Linked DNA regions of Drosophila melanogaster: regions 2 and 3 are each linked to region 1. The links are chromatin contacts, called in public Hi-C and targeted proximity ligation maps. All regions are on one chromosome and are shown on one strand. The core of a region is the stretch at or near the end of the contact, and the rest is flanking DNA. Distances in the headings are between cores, read along the strand shown. Region 1 holds the start of mirr (mirror). Region 2 holds the start of caup (caupolican). Region 3 holds the start of sowah (sosondowah).

What was found. A called contact is a pair of places that touch in the nucleus more often than the background predicts.
Region 2: a targeted proximity ligation map of the Kc167 cell line shows a contact between it and region 1, with 4 times the contacts expected there. A contact is called at or near these places in 44 of 107 Hi-C or Micro-C datasets (the Clone 8 cell line, the D17-c3 cell line, the Kc167 cell line and 17 more) and 3 of 7 datasets of targeted methods (the Kc167 cell line and the S2 cell line).
Region 3: a contact with region 1 is called in a Hi-C map of the Kc167 cell line, with 1.6 times the contacts expected there. A contact is called at or near these places in 11 of 107 Hi-C or Micro-C datasets (the Kc167 cell line, the OSC cell line, the S2 cell line and 5 more).

The regions. Positions count from the first base shown.
Region 1 is chr3L:12,692,385-12,695,084 of dm6, forward strand. mirr (mirror) reads left to right here and starts at 1,255. Exons shown (of 5, transcript NM_079323.4): 1 at 1,255-1,969. The coding sequence starts at 1,928.
Region 2 is chr3L:12,608,361-12,611,060 of dm6, forward strand. caup (caupolican) reads left to right here and starts at 1,271. Exons shown (of 5, transcript NM_079322.3): 1 at 1,271-2,459. The coding sequence starts at 2,409.
Region 3 is chr3L:12,571,198-12,573,897 of dm6, forward strand. It overlaps sowah (sosondowah), which reads right to left and starts at 1,345. Exons shown (of 12, transcript NM_168503.5): 1 at 1,115-1,345; 2 at 342-1,003. The coding sequence starts at 1,241.

The DNA.
Region 1 (2,700 bases), core at 5-2,504:
GTAATGGGGGAGGAGGGGGTTTCTGGAGGGGAACGGCCGTAGCAGCGACTGCGGCAGAGGCGGATGATAAAACATTACCCATCGCGTTTGGCCCAACCTCTTCACGAGTCTCGTCGTTCATGTTCATCAGGCTTTTCTTTTTTCATCAACGGCGAAAAGCGAGAAGCGAGCGTAAACACTTTGCTTTCATACGTCGCGACATTCGTCTTGTTGTTGTTGTTGTTGTTGCGTTGTTTATGGCAACAACTACACGTAGCAACACCCACGGCAGCAGCAGCAGCAGCAACAGCAACTGCGGCAGCAGCAGCAAGTAGCAGCGTTGCAACAGCAACAGCAGCAGCAACAACAGCAGCAACATCATCGCCGACAACAACAGCAACAACATCGCCTACAAATACATACATCGGCATTTACAACAACACGCAATAACAGCCATTTTTCTAGTTGTTAAGTTAATTTTTTCATGTTCTGCCGCTCTCGGTGTTGCTGCTGCTGCTGCTGCTTCTTGTCGCCGCTGCTGCTGCTGCTGCTGCTATGCCATCTCGCTCGCACGCCAGCAAGACGACAGCCAACGCGAGCAAGTTGCGATACTACCGCTGTCGCTGCCGCTTGGTTGCGATTCGTGGCCAACGGCGCAGCGGCTATAGCCATCCCGCTCTCGCCCGGCCGCAGCTGGCAGATACTTTATTTATGGTCACACAGGCGGTAGATACTTTTTTTGTTGCCCCCACCCCTCCACCTAACCAACTGGTTTGCTGCGTCTCGCTCGCACTTGCAGCGAGATTGGTGGCTACGTTTCGGTAGGGGGTTGAGGGGTATCTACCGTAGCATACCGATTCCGATGCCGATTCCAATCCCAATCCCCTGAGTGCCACACACAGCCGGAGCGCCAGCCCACTTATAATGATAATCATTATTGCCGTTGTTGCCGTTCGTGTTGTCGTCGTGCCGCCTCGTTTGCTACTTTTTCCAGCGCACACAGATACTTTTCGCACGCACACCAGCGCACAGATACTTGGCCGCTCTCAAAAAGAGCAAAGAGAGCGCACGCACACCAGCGAAGGTGCGAGTAAAAATTAAGGGGAGAAACCCGTTTGTGCGCTCTCTCGCTCACACATACAAACGCGGCGCGGGCTATGTATCGATGTGGTGGTGCGTGGGCCTGTTCTTGTTGTTGCGCTGCGCTGTTTTTCGATTGTCGGTTGTCGTGTAATTCCCATTTGTCGTACACTTTGTAGTTGCTCAAGAAACTCATGTTAGTCTACTTTTGACTGTTACGCAGATTGTTCGTATCGTTCGTGTCCGCCGCAGTGCCAGTGCCGCAGTGTGAATAATAGTGCTCTCTGCCCGCCGCTCGCCGTCGTTCTGCGAGCTGGATTCAAATTCAGTACCCAGATTCAGAAACAGAATCAGATTCACACCCAGATACTACTATTTGCTGCCGCCGCCTCTGGTTCATTCGTGCTTCGTTTTCGCATCCTCCGGATAGAGCTGCTCCTCCCGAATACCGATTCTACCAATTCTACAAATTTAAACGACTCACATAAACGATTCCCGTCGAGCCGCCCGTCGGATTTTACGGATTTACGGTGCCCAGTAGCGCCTGTGTTGGCCAGCTAACTCGAGTTGGCCAGCTCCTTGCAGCCGTCGGCAAGTGCAACGCAGTGCAACGAAACGAATAACAAAAAAAAATAAACACAGCCCAAAGAAAGTAAACACTGAAATAGCTCGCAAGCCGGATCCAAAATCAACATAAAAACTAGTTCGGATCAATCACAAGATCACAGATCGCACAATCACAATCACTTCACTCGGATTATAAATCTATCTAAATACACATACGTCGGTTCAGTGCGCGAGTCCATCGGTGCATCGTAACTCTAAGATTTGCTTTATAGTTTTAGTTAAAAGCAAAAATTAATATTAAATGACAGTGCACAGTAATGAAACCGGTATCTGTTTAGTAATGGTGCGTATATCAATTTGTTTTTTTTCCCCCATTTTTTATTACTTGTAAGATGGTTCAGTTAATCGCTGCATTTTAGCTTGTCTGGCATTTGGATAGTGGCAATTAGATTGAAAACCCGTTCAGCTACGAGGCAAATCAGTGCAACACATGTAGATAAAAGCAGAAACAGTGGGATTACTCTGGGTTCGAATACCTTAGCATTTTGATTTGGCAAACGGAAGACATGGATTTAAAAATAAAACAGATTGAAAATGTCAGGACCACAAGTGTGCTACATTGGGCGAACAACACGCGAAAAACCGTCTGCCAATTCGGAAAATCTCTCTTATGCATCAATGTCTCTTTGGTTGTTAACCAAGCTGGCAAGGTCACCGCACATCGTGCTCAGTCACACTTGAGTGTCCAATAGGATTTTAGCCATAATAATCCCTCAGTGGTAACACGATCCCCAGTTAATATGGTATCCCTGTTCCAAAAATTTAATCGCTTGCACTCGACACTCGAGCATATTCATATATTTTCATATATGTATGTAAAAGCAACTTGTGGCGCAAAGTCGAAAGCTGAAACGGAATATCGGAAATATTAAATGCTCTTTAAACAAACATGAATGGCTGTCACTCTACCCTCGCCATCATAATGGCTACCCGAAAATAATTTACTTTAGCCGCAAAACGACCACTTCGAGTTGAGATATTTGTTGTGTTATAGTTATAGCCTGTAGCCATAGA
Region 2 (2,700 bases), core at 21-2,520, 84 kb before region 1:
TCGACTCGAGGACCCTCAAATGGACCGGCCACGCCCCCTTCCTTGGATCGAATGGAATCGGATTGTTTGTTTGTTTTTTCTCCTATTTCGGTATCTTGTTACGATTAGCTAGTCCCAATTAGCTGCGATTTTCGTGATTTGGCCTTGAGATATTGGAGCATTAAGCACTTTTATGGGAAATGTACAATGCATATATCAAGCTATTTTTAAAAAAACACACACACACTGTAATGATTAAATGTTGTTGATGTTACCAATAACGTACGGATTAGTTTTCTTAAATAAAATTAGATTTTGGCTTTATATACTTGCAGACCTTCTAAAATAATTTAATTTGATTACTTTTTAGATTTTCCAAGTCCTTACACCACCCAAAATTTAAATGCACATTAAAATATCAAACTTTTTGTTTATTGGGAGCCAAGATAGAAAAGCAAATATGTTTATTAAAATATAAAAACATGCTTATATTTGTTTGCTGTATGTTATTTTTTGTAGTTTGATGTGACATAGATTATATTTATTTCAGCTGGGCTTATAAAAAAGGTTTTATGTTTTTGTTATTTTAATATTGAAAATTCTCTTTTAAAATTTCAAAGAATAATTGGAAGCGGATCAAATAAAACACTAAACTACTCAATATTAAAGAGATTGTATACCCACTCGTCTTGAAAAACATATCTTTATATGCCTGCAAATTTTCTTAAACATTATATTTAATTAATTAAATTAATGTTTGATTTTTTGAGATTGTAGAAAAATGTTCCAATTCTTCCCACGAATGTATGCCCAGACGTATTTTGACCAGTTATTATGATAGCAAATCTTCAGCAACTCTTTTCTAGTTTTTCCAATTATTTCTGTATTGTACTTTTTTATCAAAATCGGAAAATTCTTAGCCAACTTTGGCTACAATATCCAATTGGGAAGCCTTTCGATCGTGGTCCGCCATGAAATCGCTTCCAACGTCGACAGAGAGGGGTCGGCAGAAAGAGAGCGTCGACTTACTTTCCAGTGCTTGGAGGTGGGCGTTCTCAACGAACAAAGCAACAACAGCCCCAGAGAGTCTACCCTTCTCACTCGTTACCAGACCACTCACAGACGTGCAAGCGAGAAGGCTGCTGCTCGTGGCTGCCAGTCTGATTGGAACGCTGGCCAATGGGAGAGCTCCTAACTGGCTGGCTCTCTCGCGGCCCTGCAGCCATCCCGTTTACATCGCTGCTGCCATCTCTGTCACACGCAACCGCGCTGCTCGCTGAGCGGCCGAAAAACAGTTTGTTCCGAAACGCGAATAGGTGCGCATCTTCGCATCTTGGCATCTCCGCCGCGTCGCCCAGTAAACTCGAAAAAAGGCCGAAACGAAAGTACCGACGAACGAGTTACAGTCACCGGATAAGTCACAGTCGGTTATTGAGTCGCAGTCACTGCCGTCGTCACCGTGGAGATACCGCTGACAGGTTGGAACGGAACCCGTTTTTACTGGAGCATTGCCAGCGGATCGGATCGGCAGATGCAACCGACGTAGATAATGAAGTGCGTGCAATAGTTATGATAAAAGTAAATACGAAAAAAAGGGACCCGAAAAGACAGGCAAACCTCTCTAGAAATGTCTCGTTAAATATCAAAAGAAACTCGCCATAAATTCGAAACTATGTTTATTATTATGGATCACATATCAAAAAGTTTCCTAAGCTGACTTTAAAAAATTTCGATACAGTGTGGAAAAAACTGAAATACCAATCAGTGGGTAAACTCGCAAACCAAACTGACACATTCTTTTGACCGAAGACTGAAGAGCCGCGTACATTTGTAAATCTGTTTGCGGCAAACACTTGAATCCAATTTGCTTTGCCCGGCTGTCGTCTGTGTGTGTCTTTTTTTAACCATTTTGGTAACCGGCCGCCAAAGAGTCAAACAGAGTCAATAAAAATCAAGTTAAAACGGATGAAAACGGACGAGCGAAATAAAACAGCAAAGTCACACAAAACAAACAAAACATTTTCCGGCTCCGGCGACATTAACAGAACTGCTCGACATCGACAATTTGTTTTATCAATTTTCAACAAGGCCAGCCAGCAGCAGCAACAACAACAATAGCACAACACCCAACAAGCCAGCAAACAACAAAAGCGCCCAGAGTGCTTAGCCGTCGAGCACGCACGCCAAATCCGCCCAGCCACCCAACCCAACCACCCACTGGCCACCCACTTGAACCTCCCTTAAGCACCCAACACCATCCCCACATCCTTGGCCACCCCTTTTTCGAGGGCTCCGCCAGCATCCGCATCCGCAATCGCAAAAAAAAATAAGAAAACAACAAGCAAACAACGAGGGACGCCCCACAGTGAAGCCCCGGCACAGTGAACTCGCGTGTCGCCGCTCTTTAGGCCAACTCAGCCAGCGAGACAATGGCTGCATATGCGCAGTTTGGATACGCTGGCTACCCGACGGCAAATCAGGTGGGTTTATGCCGGTGGTTTGTTTAGAGATTAACAGTTAACCGTTTTTTTTAAGTCTGTATTGATTAGTAAGCAAACTTAACTTAAGTTTTAAACGGTTATTTAGCACAGACAACAATTTTAAGGAATCTTTTAGTATGGATCCAATATTGTATCTTATATATACATTTATATTTGCTTTGAAAATGTTGCTCCCTTTAGATTTTGTCAATAATATATTCAATTTTAAAAGTAACAAATT
Region 3 (2,700 bases), core at 95-2,594, 120 kb before region 1:
TAGAACATTAACAAATATGATTCAACAAAGTTGATTACAGTGTGTAGTCTATGATGGATTGAAAAAAGCAGCTGGTTAAGTGGAACAACGTCTTCAGATATTTTTGCCACAGTGGACAGCTCATATAAAAACCTTCATAGCTCTGTGATAATTAATCACAACTAAGCCGTGCAAAAAACGTCGCATATTTGAATTGTCTTGTAGCGAATCTTCCCACTGACGCACAGGAAATGGAACGCATTGGAACAAAGCTGGGAGGGAAGGGCCCGAAAGACACCCGCACCCGAGCCGAGCCCGCATGATGGCTAATGCCCTGGCTTAACCGGTTCTGTGGCACTCACCTTCTCTGGCTTCTTCTTAGCTGGCGGCGATATGATTTTAGCCTCTTCTTCAGACGCCATCCGATTAAATTTGCGCGTGGCCTCCTTCACGCTGATGGGATTCTCGGCCACATCGCCTACGGCGGCGGGAGCTGTGGGATCAGCCATCTCCGGCTTTTCAATGGAAGTGCTGGACGCCGAGGAGGCCTCCGAGGAGAAGGAGAAACGTGGTATGTTCTCCTTGTTGTCGATCACATCGATGGAATTCGATCGAGACGTTTTCTCCGGCTTCTCCTGCTGATCCAGATCCTCGGACTTGACCGACGTTCGCCTCTCCAAGCGTGCTGGCTCAATGCGCTTTATGGCAGCCGTGAATTCGTCCACGCACTCCTGGTAATTCTCCTGGTGCTCCTTGGCAATGGAAACGGCTGGCGGAGAGGTGACCATGGGCGGCGGTTTATATGGCGGTGGCTGCCTCATGGGCGAGTCAAAGTTAAGAGATGCGCCGCCGGGACTTGAGGGCTCCGGAATACCAGATGCGGCGGCCACCGCGCGCTCCACAACCTCATCCGTGGGGCATTCGTTTACGTATTTCTTGCGCAATATCAAAAACTTCTGATTGTTCTCGTTCTTGATGGTGGACAGCAGTGTGACATAGGTCTTGAATCGCTTGCGAGCCTCATCTGCAATTAATCATTGGGAACATCCATGTGAAAACCAAGTCAATATGGGTTTTCTTGGCCATTCAACAGGTCCCAAATCCCAAATTCGAAAGACAAACACAAATGACTCACTTTGCGACTGCGGGTGAGTTAGGAATTTCTTGAAGTGCTTCACCAAGGCGTGATTTGTCACCTTGCACTCGTTTGCCAACATGTAATTACGGATCTCCGCAACGGATAACTCCTTCGGTAGCTCCATTGCACTTTAAATCTCACTTTAAAACACTTTTAAACGCGAAATAAGTAAAAAATAAACACAACAAACAAAAACATTTGACCAGGGCACTGTGCACACTGCGAATGTTGCAGCCCTCATGCTTCGCGGAAAAAAGCTCGCTGATTTCGCTAGCTGACAGAAGGCTGGTTGGCGTGTAACTCATAACATGGAATGATTTTTCGAGTTTTAATAATTTTAAAAACAATACATTAAAGCAAGGAAACAAATATATACTTTTCGCACTTCAAATTACATAATAAAAACTATTGATTAAACACTTTTACTTGATTTAGGTAAATAACAATTACTTTCGATACCGTTCAGCATGCAAATCTCATTTAATCTCACCATATATGAAGTGATTCATATAAATATATATGATAAAATAAAAATGATAAAAATAAAAAAGTTAAAAAAAGAAATTGGGACAATTTATGCCCGCGAAATACTTTTTTATTTCTTCTAAAACATTTTCAAGCCGTAGCCGTAGGTGAGTTAAAAAACACTTTTTCGAAATGAGTAATATAATTTAAACCAATGAGTTTGCTTTGGTGTGCCAAATATTATGATAAATGTTTTTAAACCAAGTACGAAAAGGTAAACGAAAGGCTCGTAATCAATGTTGAATTCCCTTCGGCATGCGAACTTGTAAATCAGACAGTGGTAGTTAATTTGCATAAAATTTAACTTCAGTTGAATCCATCTGGCTCGAAGTATCTTCCGCATGCAAAGAATTATTAAAACAGTTCCGAATTAATTCCTGAGACACAGCCAAATGTAAATTCAGGGGCGGATCGAGCGGAGTAGGTAGCCCCAATCCCCCATCGAAATCGGGGAGTTAACTATGCAGTACGTGTATGTGGGGCACAAAACGAGTTGATTTCCATCTCAATTGGCCAAAATGGTTTGGCTGGGAGGCTGGGTTCGGGTTTTGGGCCATGTATGTGTGGGCCAATTTGTTGAATCGACGTCATTTATCATCCGCAGAGCAGAGTTCTAGCCGAAAGGAAGCCACAGCCGATGACAGTGACAATGGCGCATCTGGATACACAGATTGGGATTGTATCTTTCACTTGCATTTCAAGATGCAAATGTCAAGACGTGTTGTACTCTGGATATCCTTTCCTTCCCTTTCCGAAACCCGCCCCCTCCCACCACCGTCACAGGATTCAATTCCAGAATGCCTCGATGGCGCAGATGCGCACTAATTTGTATGCCCGCACTCTTTGGATTCGTTATCCGTTGGTTAAATGGCTAAATGTATCTTTGGCAGCCTGCTCGCCTCATAAATGTGCCCAAATAAATTACCCTTATTTATCATTTTATTTGGGGTTCCATATTAAGTCGAGTTTCGCCACGAGCGAGAGTATATAACTCATGTTTGTTTAAGGTATTTGCTTGCTAATTTGCTAAAACACAATAAATGCTACTAAAAAATATT